Regions from separate parts of the Sus scrofa genome. Here region 1 is linked to region 2. Evidence: chromatin contacts called from public Hi-C data. All regions are on one chromosome and are shown on one strand. Each heading gives the region's core, a stretch centred on a gene start, on an enhancer-like site or on the middle of the called end of the contact. The rest is flanking DNA. Distances are from core to core; before and after follow the strand shown. Region 1 overlaps SMAD7 (SMAD family member 7). Region 2 overlaps CTIF (CBP80/20-dependent translation initiation factor).

Region 1 (5,073 bases), core at 2,396-4,895, 170 kb before region 2:
CAGGGACTCTCTTCCTGCCTCCACGGGGAGCCTGGGACCCGGCCTAGCCCTTTCTGGCTGATCCCTGTCTGGAAGGCAGGCTCCCCTCCTGGGGTGGGTTCACGGGTACCACCCCTCTGCCAGGTGTGAAGTTGGTGTAGCGGGGAGGCAACTGCTTTGAGAGAAGCCAGCATGCCCCTGTAGTCCAATCGTTCAGCAATCATTTACTGAGCACCTACTATGCACCAGGCACTGCCAGTCAGAAAGGGCATTGTTCTTGGACTCTGCGCAGATGTCATGGTTTGTCCGAAGGTGCTGTTGGGTCAGTTGGGTGGAGAGTCCTGGAACAGGATTTGGCTTGGTCTGGAGTTGGGCAGGGGGCAGCTTCTCAGGCCCTAGAAACCCAGCCAGGGCGTGATGTGTTGTAAGACAATGGGCAGGGGTGCAGGGATGGGCCCCCGGGGTGATTGTCTGAGCACGTGTGGCAACTCCTGTGTCATCGGCTTTCCCCTCTGCTTTGGTTGTGTGGTCTCTTGACAGTTGAGTAAAGCAAAGCTGGTGCATAAACAGAGGTCTGTGCTCTGGTTCTTTCTCTGCCCCCACCCCCCTTCTCCCAACTTGTTGATTGTGAGATAACAACCCTAACAGCAGGAGGTAGGGTTATAATCCAGACCCTGGTAGTACCTGGAAGCTCAGCCCATCAGAGGAGGTGACCCCAGCTGAGCAGCCATGGGGCCCCCTGGCGAGGGGATGGGCATGGGGGTGGGACTGCTGGAATGATAGTATTTATGTCTTTATAGCCACAGGGAGGTGGATGCTTTTAAAGCCCAGGAGTTTGACTTTCCTAACTCCTGTGAGTTTGATTCTCATGAAGACCATCTGGGGATGCGACACCTGCTTTTTGATTGAAAATCTAATGGTCAGGTCCACCTATGAGGTCCCAGCTGGTGTGCGAGGCCCTGGCCTGCCTGTGGGTGGGTTTACTCGAGGTAATCTAATCTCAGTTCCCAAGGGGGTTCATTTGCACGCTCATCCTGCCCCTGGCTGTTCCACTGAGGCCAACCAGTGGCCTACCGGAGCCACTGATGGCTCTGTTCTTGGGAGTTCACTAATTGCATTAATCTCCTTGCTCCTCAGTGGAGTCAGGAGAGCTGTTGTGGCCTGGGGTTTGATCCAGGGCAGTAAGGGAACTGATTTCAACTCCAGATTCATCTTGCAGAATGGGGGATTTCTGTCTTTCAGACATGAGTGTGCTCAGATCACCAGGCTAGGCCGGGGACTACTGCCGGCTCTCTTCATTTCTGTATTTATTGCAGTTTTACTTTTTAATTTGGGGTGGTCGTTCAACAGGAACACAAAAAGACAATGCCAAGATAGGACTGTGCTGGTGGTAAACTCACCTTTCTGCATTTTCCACTTGGCGGTCCTGTCTCCATCACGCTTTCCCACCTGGCGGTCACCTGCTGAAGTTGGCAGGTCTCCTCTGCCGCTAAGGCCAAGGGAGCTTCTCAGGCTCAGAGAGCGCCTGGGGACCTTGCCAGCCCCAGGGCAGCCTCTCCGCCAGCACAGCCCCTCCCTCTCATTAATCAGTAACCCAGAGGGAAAAGCAAGGGTTGAGTTCTTCCTGGGATCTGGGTACATAGCACCTGTCTAAAAAAAGACAGGTCACAGTTAAAGCCCTGCTGGGGGGTATTTCCTGGGAAAGAGGCTTGGAGTAGGGGGCTTGCAAAGATTCAGAAGGTGCACCACCCCCTATCCCTCCTCTACCCCCAACCCCACCCCTCCTCCCGCCTCAGTTGCCCCAGGAAGGGGACTGGAAGAGAATTATAACTGGAGGAAAAGTGCCCTCCAGGATTCAGTTCCCTGGGGCCGGCCTGATTTCCTGGGCTGAGGGTGGGGGCACAGCCACCAGCTTGCTGCGCCTCAGTTTTTTCACCTGCAAAGTAAGTGGCTGGATGTGGTCTCCATGACCCTGGTGGTACCGACATCCTGTGACCTGTGATCTTTGGCTCGTGGATTTGAAGGCGTGTGGGAATGAGACACTGCCCCCCCCCCCACCGCCAGTTGCTGAGGCGGTGGGTAGCTAATGTCCTCTCCCCTTGGTGAGGAAAAAGATTGTAGTTCTTCAAGGTTCTGGCTTGGCAAACTTTTCCAAGAATGAGTGACAGCTGAGGAGTCTTTCCCCAGAAAAATGCATATGCATACCAACATTTTTATACATTTTGGAGTGGGGGGCTTTAGCCTTGCCTGCCCTCTGTGGAATCCCCTGGAAGGCAGACTGTGCAGGAGAGCATTAGGAGAGGCAGGGCCTTTTATTTTTTGTTGTAAAATATACATACATTTACCATTCTAGCCACTTTTTTTTTTTTTTTTTTTGGCCAAGCCCCGCTGCATGTGGAAGTTCCTGGGCCAGGGATCGAACCCATGCCACAGCAGCAACCCAAGCTGCTGCAGTAACAACACCAGGTTCTGAACCTCCTGAGCCACGGAGAAGTTACCCCATTCTAGCCATTTTTAAATGTATGGTCCAGTGGCATTCGGTCCATCCCATGCTGTGCAGCCATCACCACCATCCCTCTCCAGAACTTTTTCACCTTCCCAAATTGGCACTCAAACATCGGACACCAATTGCCCAGTCCCCCCTCCTACCCAGCTCCTGGCAACCACCATTCCACTTTCTGTCTCTGCATTTGACTGTTCCTGTTCCAGGGACCTCGTACGAGTGGATTCATACACTATTTGTCCTTTTGTGTCTGGTGGATTTTGCTCAGCATAATGTCTGCAAGATTCATTCAGGTTGTAGTTATGTGTCAGCGTTGCCTTTTAAAATGTGTATGTACAGGAGTTCCCTTCATGGCGCAGTGGTTAACGAATCCAACTAGGAACCATGAGGCTGTAGGTTCGATCCCTGCCCTTGCTCGGTGGATAACGATCCGGCGTTGCCGTGAGCTGTGGTGTAGGTTGTAGACGCGGCTTGGATCCTGCGTTGCTGTGGCTCTGGCGTAGGCTGGCAGCTACAGCGCTGATTAGACCCCTAGCCTGGGAACCTCCATATGCCTCGGGAAACAGCCTTAGAAAAGGCAAAAAGACAAAAAATAAAAATAAATAAAAAAATAAAATCCATTCATCCTTCAGTGGACACTTGGAGTTGCTTCTGCCTTTGGGCAGTTGTGAGTAGTACAGCTGCATACCCAGAGGTGAAATTGCCGCCCGTGTGGTAGTTCTCTGTGGAGTTTGTTGAGGCAGGGTCATGTCTGCGTAGACAGATCACAGATCCCATGGGGCAACTGGGTGGGCTTGAAGGGGAGCCCTGGGGCAGGAGTGGGGGGGGGCACGTCTGAGGCCTGGCTCTCTGTGGTAATACAAGCCAGGTTGGAGTCCTCTGAAATGTGGGGCACACTGCAGAGAGCAGCGGGGGTCCAGGGTGGGGGAGCTGTCGGCTGAGGCTGGGAGGGCCTGCGGGAGGGGGGAGCCCCAGGCCTAGGAGGTCCTGGTGCTTTGGGGGTGAAAGGGCCCGGATGGCTGAACAGTGAGTGTGTCAAAGCCAGGGAGATTAGATTACAGAGGCAGACAGAAGTAATGATTAACTTTTCCAGTCTGCACGCTGTCTCCAGTCTGTCGTACTGTTGTTTTTCCCTGTAAGTACAGTGCGGCCCTGGCCTGGCTGGGCCCTGGTGTTGGGTTGTAAAGGAAGAAGGAATGAGGGCTGGGAGTGAGCAGGGGGCGGGGAGCCGGGGAGCTGGCCCAAGAGCGAAGGCTTTTCCATCAGATCCTGCGCTGGAATTTATTGGCCGGAATGCAGTAAATGTTCAAAATGCCATCCCAACCAACAGTTTTCATAATTGTTATGGAACAAGGGGAGCTGGGGGAGGGGAGGGATGAAAAGGACTTTTGTTTCTCACTGTATTTTTCCACATCTTTGGACGATTTCTCTACCCTCTAGAAAAAACTGAGTTGAGCTGAGTGGAGCTGTGGGGGGAATGGGGTGGGGGCAGGGCCTGCGTCTGAGGCTGTCTTACCTTTCAGGGAGCCAGAGGTCAGGGCAGCGCGGGGCTCTAGTAAATCGAGGCCCATTTGTGGGGGGTTTGGATGCAAACTTATGTTTGGAATGGATGGTCATTGGGATCCTATGCTACAGCACAGGGACATGTGTGTGCTTGGGTCGCTTTGCTGTACAACAGAACTTGAAGAAACATTGTCAGTCATCTATATTTTAATAAAAAAAAAAATGGAGGCCCACAGCAAAAAAGCAGCTCCAGTAGAGCCCCTAGACCCGCAGAACCAGGCAGAAACTGCTCTGTACCTCTGGGAGTTGTGTCTTTCGGCACATTGTGGCTTATTATGCAGCTGTGTTTATTAAGATTCTTTAACATGTAGCAGCATACTTATAGATGGTTAATAAAAAGAAGAGGGATGTTAATTTAAAAAAATGAGGAGGAGTTCCGGTCGTGGCGCATGGGAAACGAATCTGATTGGGAAGCATGAGGTTGCGGGTTCGATCCGTGGCCTCGCTCAGTGGGTTAAGGATCTGGTGTTGCCGTCATCTGTGGTGTAGGTCGAAGAGGTTGCTTGGATCCCATCTTGCTGTGACTGCGTGTAGGCCGGCAGCTGTAGTTCCAATTGGACCCCTAGCCTGGGAACCTCCATATGCCGCCAGTGCCACCCTAAAAAGAAAAAGAAAAAAAAAATGAGGGACTTTCTAGCGCTTTAAGAGAAGGTTCTTCGGTTGGATTTGCCTTTGCAAGTGGAAGCGCAGCCCCAGTTGGGAGTCCAGGTGTGGAATTCGGAGGGATTTCTAGACTCTGCAGGTGGGAGGTGGGTGGGTTAGAGATGTGACGGGAATATCCTTGAACACCCTTCTGTTGTGGGATGTTCCCCTTCCTTGTTATGTCTTCCTGGGAGTGGCCAGGATCCTACCTGGGGGTGTGGACAGGTGAGCAGATGGGGGGGGCGGTCTCTGTGTGTGCAAGTGTCTGAGCCTCTTTCCTGAATGGAGCTGCTCAGCTCTTTGGGGGTGGCAGCGGGAACTCAGTGATGCACCCGTGGCGTGGAAGAAACTTGAAATGCAGACTTGAGAAGTGATGAGGCTGGATG
Region 2 (4,897 bases), core at 544-3,043:
TGTGGGATCACTACAGATTCACATGCAGTTTTTTGGTTTGTTCATTTGTTTTGCTTTTTAGGGCATGCCTGAGGCATATGGAAGTTCCCAGGCTAGGGGTCCAATCGGAGCTACAACTGCCAGCCTACATCACAGCCACAGCAATGCCAGATGCAAGCCGAGTCTGTGACCTACACCACAGCTCATGGCAATGCTGAATCCTTAACCCACTGATCGAGGCCTGGCATCGAACCTGCAACCTCATGGTTCCTAGTTGGATTCATTTCCACTGCACCATGATGGGAACTACTCACATGCAGTTTTAAAAAAGAACACAAAGGGATCTTTTGTATCCTTTACCCAGTTTCCTTCCATGGTAACATCTTGCAAAACTATAGTTCAGGATCACAACCAGGATACTGACACTGATACAGTCAAGAGACAGAACATTTCCGTCACCACCAGGATGGGGGTTCTGGCTCTGCTCACTGACACCTCGATGGCTAGGCGGGGAAGGGTGCTGACTGCTGCTCCCCACATGGCCTCTGCTGACACACAGGAATGAGTCCCAACTCCCCACTCAGCCTCCCTGGCAGCACCCTGGTGGGGTTCGGGTGCCTTGTCACAGCCTGCGGAGGGTGGGCTCTCGGCCCCTTACTGGCATGGGCATGGGGGATGGAGGGGGTGGGGACAGTTTTTCTAGGGCGTGCCTGAAGTAGAGCGGTTATTTTCTAAGAGTTTTCTGTCTTCAGAGGATGCCCCTTTCTCAGTTCTTTTTTTTGGGGCGGGGGGCTACACCTGTGGCATATGGAAGTTCCCAGACTAGGGGTTGAACTGGAGCTCCCTCCAGGCCTACATCACAGCCACAGCAAGACAGGATCTAAGCTGCATTTGTGATCTATGCCACAGCTTGTGGCAATGCCAGATCCTTAACCCCCTGAGCACGGCCAGGGATCAAACCTGCATCCTCACAGATACCCGTTGGGTTCTTAACCATTGAGCCACAGTGGGAACTTCCCTTTCCTGGTTCTTTTGCTGCCAAGGGCAGGCAATAGTTGGGGCCATTTTTGGTCAGCCTGCAGCCATGGGCACCTCTGGGTTGCCATAGTCAATATAAAAACATTTAGGAGTTCCAATTGTGGCTCATCAGGTTGAGAACCCAACTAGTACCCACAAGGATGGGGGTTCCATCCCTGGCCTTGCTCAGTGGGTTAAGAATCTGCCATTGCCATGAGCTGTGGTATAGGTCGAGGATGAGGCTTGGATCCTGAGGTGCTGTAGCTGTGGGGTAGGTTGGCAGCCGTACCTCTTATTTGACCCCTAGCCTGGGAACTTCCATATGCTGCAGGTGTAGCCCTAAAAAAGACCAAAAAAAATAAAAAATAAAATAAAAATAAAAGAAAAAGAAAAAAGAAAAAAGAGACATGTATAGAGGCCTGGTAGGTAAACTAAGTCCTGCTGGCTGGGAGTGCCCCAGGCCTCCTTGGAGTCCAGGTGCCATCTCATTGGGTTCTGAAGTGCATTCTTGATGCAAGCACCATGCTGCCCTGACACTTGGGTGGAAGAGGCCATTTCTCCATCCAATCCCCCCAACTGCCACCACCACTGCCGGTGCACGTTTAAGACAGCTTCATTCCTGAATGGTCTCACCCTAAAAGCAGGGGTCATCGTGGGCCTAATGCTCTAAGTTCTGGAAGAGGGTCAGTTTGCATTCCTAGGGGGGTATGAATCATCAGCATGGGCACCTGGGGGCCAGGGCAGAGCTGGGCCCCATCAGCAAAGTGAGTCACTGAGTCGGGTTCCTCCCAGCATCACTGACTGGCCTTCAGATGTGCCAGATGCCCAAGACACAGGTCAGCTCAGGAGTCTGCAGCCCTCATCCTGAGACGCATGGGGAGAGCACAGGAGAAATTCCACGGCCCGCCCACTCCCCGGGGTACCACGTGCCCTGACTTTGGTAAATGCTCCCTACTTTTATTTTTCAATTACTTTAAACTACTTGGCTCTTTTTGCCATCCACTCTCTTTGTTCTTTGAGTGTGAGTAATTTTTAAGCCCAGAGAAAAACCTTGGAAATTCCCTGGCAGATCATGTTTGATTCTTACAACTTTTGTCATCCTTATTTAGAATTTTTGTAATGCCTGCAGCTCTGGTCCAAAGAAGGTCCCCAAAGGATGGTCTACCAAGCCCTTCCCAGCATCTGTCTTGAAACTGGCTTCCCACTTGTAACATCAGGGATTCCCCTCTCTCTGCCCAGCATCCTCCCCAAGCCAACCCCTCCCCCACCCCCCTCCATCCCAAAACCCAACCCCCTTCTTTTCATCTGGAGGAGGAAGGAGATTACGGCTACCCGGCTGGTCAAGGTCTCAGAAAGAAATCAGCTAGGCAGAGCTTCTGCTTTTATTTCCTGGAAAGTTGGGGGGGGCGGGGGGTTGGGGGGGTTGGAACTCCATGTCTTCCTGGTTCGAAAGACCCTAGGAGCCAGCGCCCCCCCCATCAATACAGCAATGACCAAGAAGAATGCACCCCGTTGCTGGGCATTAGTGAGTGTACTCAGACTCACTCTGCCTGGGTGGCAACTCCTTTGTACATGTGGAGTGATGTCGGTGGGTGGGAGGGAGGCCTGGGAGTCTGCCCTCAAGGGCCCCCTCCTAACTGGGCAGGCAAGACTGATGAATTCAAAAGGAGAAGGACCAATATGAGGCTGGCTGGCTCCTGGGAGGGTGGAGAAGAGCCAGATGGCCTTGCAGAAGAGCAAGGAGGCCCTTTGCTTCCTTTCTGCTTAGTTTTCAGGGCCAGTTATTGTTGGGACTGGTCGCTGTGTGCAGCCAGTGAGGAATCTTTCTTCCCATTTTGCAGATGAGCCAACTGAGGCTCAAGGGGGCCTCCCACACCAGAGGGCCTGGCAGAGACTCTCAGGAGTGTGCCCAGCCTGTCAGCCTGTCATGGCTCCCAAGCGTCAATCTCCTGTCTGTTTCCCACTTGTCCACTGATCCCGCCCCCTCGGGAGAGAAGGGCTGAGTTAATGGCTGAGACCTGCTGTGGTGACGGCCACATGAGACCCACGTCCTCAGCCTGGGAAAGGGCTGAGAGGGCCTGAACCACTGGAAGAGCCTTGGGGCTGGGCCTCGGGCACCAACAATGGAGCCCCAGGCTCCCTGCTCTGGCCATTCACAAATATTTTTCAGCGGTCGCTGGCTGAGCTAGCCAAAACCAGCTCCTCTCTCTTCTGTGTTTGCTGGCCCTGGGTTTCGTCGATACCTTCCTTCAGGGGCCAGCTGGCTGCTCATCACGAAACCTGTGGGTTTAGGTTTGGCTGAGCTGGGAATGAGCCGCTCTTGCTCCCAGCAGCCAAGTAAGGAAGCCGCATTTGGTCTCAGATCCCCGGATATGTGGGTCCATGTTTTGGAGACAAACTAGCCATGCAGCCCTGTAACCCCAAAGGTTCTGCCCGCTTATTATGTTCTAATCCCTCTGAGGAGGAAGTTTTCTCCGATGGGAGTGGGAGTGGTGGGGTGGGGGTTGGGGTTGGGGTGGGGACTGCTTAGGAGATAAGATTAATATTCCATTTGTGCTACTGGCAACACCTGCTGTTAAGGAAATAATGTTTTTTGTTTTTTTTTTTGAGAATGGAAATTGTCAGTATGCTTTTTCCATCACTCATTTAGTTTATTCTTTTTTCTCTGGGTTCTGAAATCAGATGTCTTGTTTCACTCTAAGACTGCTCTCTTTTATTGAAAAAAAAGTCCTCAGAAGACCACAGCTGCATTTTGGGAGGTGGGTGTAGGGAGAATAACTTCAGATTTTGTTTTTAAAAAGGATTTGAACAGCAGTCCAAAGGCAGACAAATGCCTCTCTGTTCATTTTTTATTTCATAATCATTCCTCACTCGATATTCCGAGGGCCACTGTCTTATTATGGTTCCCTCAGTGTTGGACACTTTACCACATAATTTGTAGGTCTGCTTCGAAATTTCTGAAAGCAAAATTCCTAGGGCGAGTGGTTTGAAAACTATGCATGGGCTCATATTTCTTGCCTTCAGAAAAAGTGATGACTGCTTATTACTAGCTAAGGCGCCTCCTTTCCTGGCCACCTACACATGCCCTGCACAGGTCCCACCTCCCCTGCCCCAGCCACTGTGACACTACCTGAGTCGAGCTGAGAGGCAGGGGCTCAGGCGTGCAGCTCAGGGGCCGCTTAGGTTAGTGTGATGCAGGGCCCAGAAACAGGGGTCACCAGCCCCAGTTTGCAGAATGACTGCGAGGCTTAGCAAGGCAAAGCACAGTGGAGATGTTTTCCTCTTCACGGAGCCAACATGACATTGGCTTGACAAAGGGGCAAGGGTCAGAGCAGTCAGTGCTAATGGAGCACCAACTATGCATGGGGGGTCAAATTAGCTGATGGAAATCCACTGAGTCTGTTGTGCAGGACACTCCTCGTTCAGTCTGTCTGTGAGACTGCAGCCAGCTCAAAGCCTGGTTTGGGGTGATTTCACCCCCCTGCGTCTCTGTCCACAACTGTGTGGACCCCCAGCTCAAGGGTGGCTGTGGGGATTACATGATGGCAGCAGGACAGCCTTACAGGTCAGAAAGCAAGGTTCAGAGAGAGGTTGCTTCATTCCCATCAGGTTACCCAGCACAGACTGGGACTTAGATCTGAGTTTCTATGCTAAGGTACTGCCGGAAATGCTACATAATTGGATTTCACAGTGATTTTTCTGAGGTCTTAGGAGGTCTTAGGTCTGGAGAACTGGGGCATCACTAGCCACTTAGACAACTGAACCACCTGTAATTGCCGGTGCCATCATTATCCTGGCAGTAACAACAGCACCATCTTCACCGGCTTTCTGAGTGCCAGGCTCACTCCCGCACCAGGTTCCTGACAACCCACAAGGAGCATCACATGCTTCAGGAATATTC

Evidence for each region. A called contact is a pair of places that touch in the nucleus more often than the background predicts.
Region 1: a Hi-C map of embryonic fibroblasts shows a contact between it and region 2, with 1.6 times the contacts expected there. The contact joins two enhancer-like sites. A contact is called at or near these places in 1 of 47 Hi-C or Micro-C datasets (embryonic fibroblasts) and 1 of 2 datasets of contacts at active chromatin or transcription factors (alveolar macrophages).

The regions. Positions count from the first base shown.
Region 1 is chr1:98,521,528-98,526,600 of Sscrofa11.1, reverse strand. All of the region lies in intron 3 of SMAD7 (SMAD family member 7), which reads left to right. Among named protein-coding and RNA genes, the nearest start is that of SMAD7, 18 kb to the left of the region's middle. Within about 2 kb of position 3,645, at least 52 of the 83 cell types and tissues checked have an H3K27ac peak or open chromatin away from gene starts, as enhancers often do. A contact at or near this core is called in embryonic fibroblasts, where this site is marked.
Region 2 is chr1:98,345,012-98,349,908 of Sscrofa11.1, reverse strand. All of the region lies in intron 7 of CTIF (CBP80/20-dependent translation initiation factor), which reads right to left. Among named protein-coding and RNA genes, the nearest start is that of TRNAD-GUC, 120 kb to the right of the region's middle. Within about 2 kb of position 1,793, at least 3 of the 83 cell types and tissues checked have an H3K27ac peak or open chromatin away from gene starts, as enhancers often do. A contact at or near this core is called in embryonic fibroblasts, where this site is marked.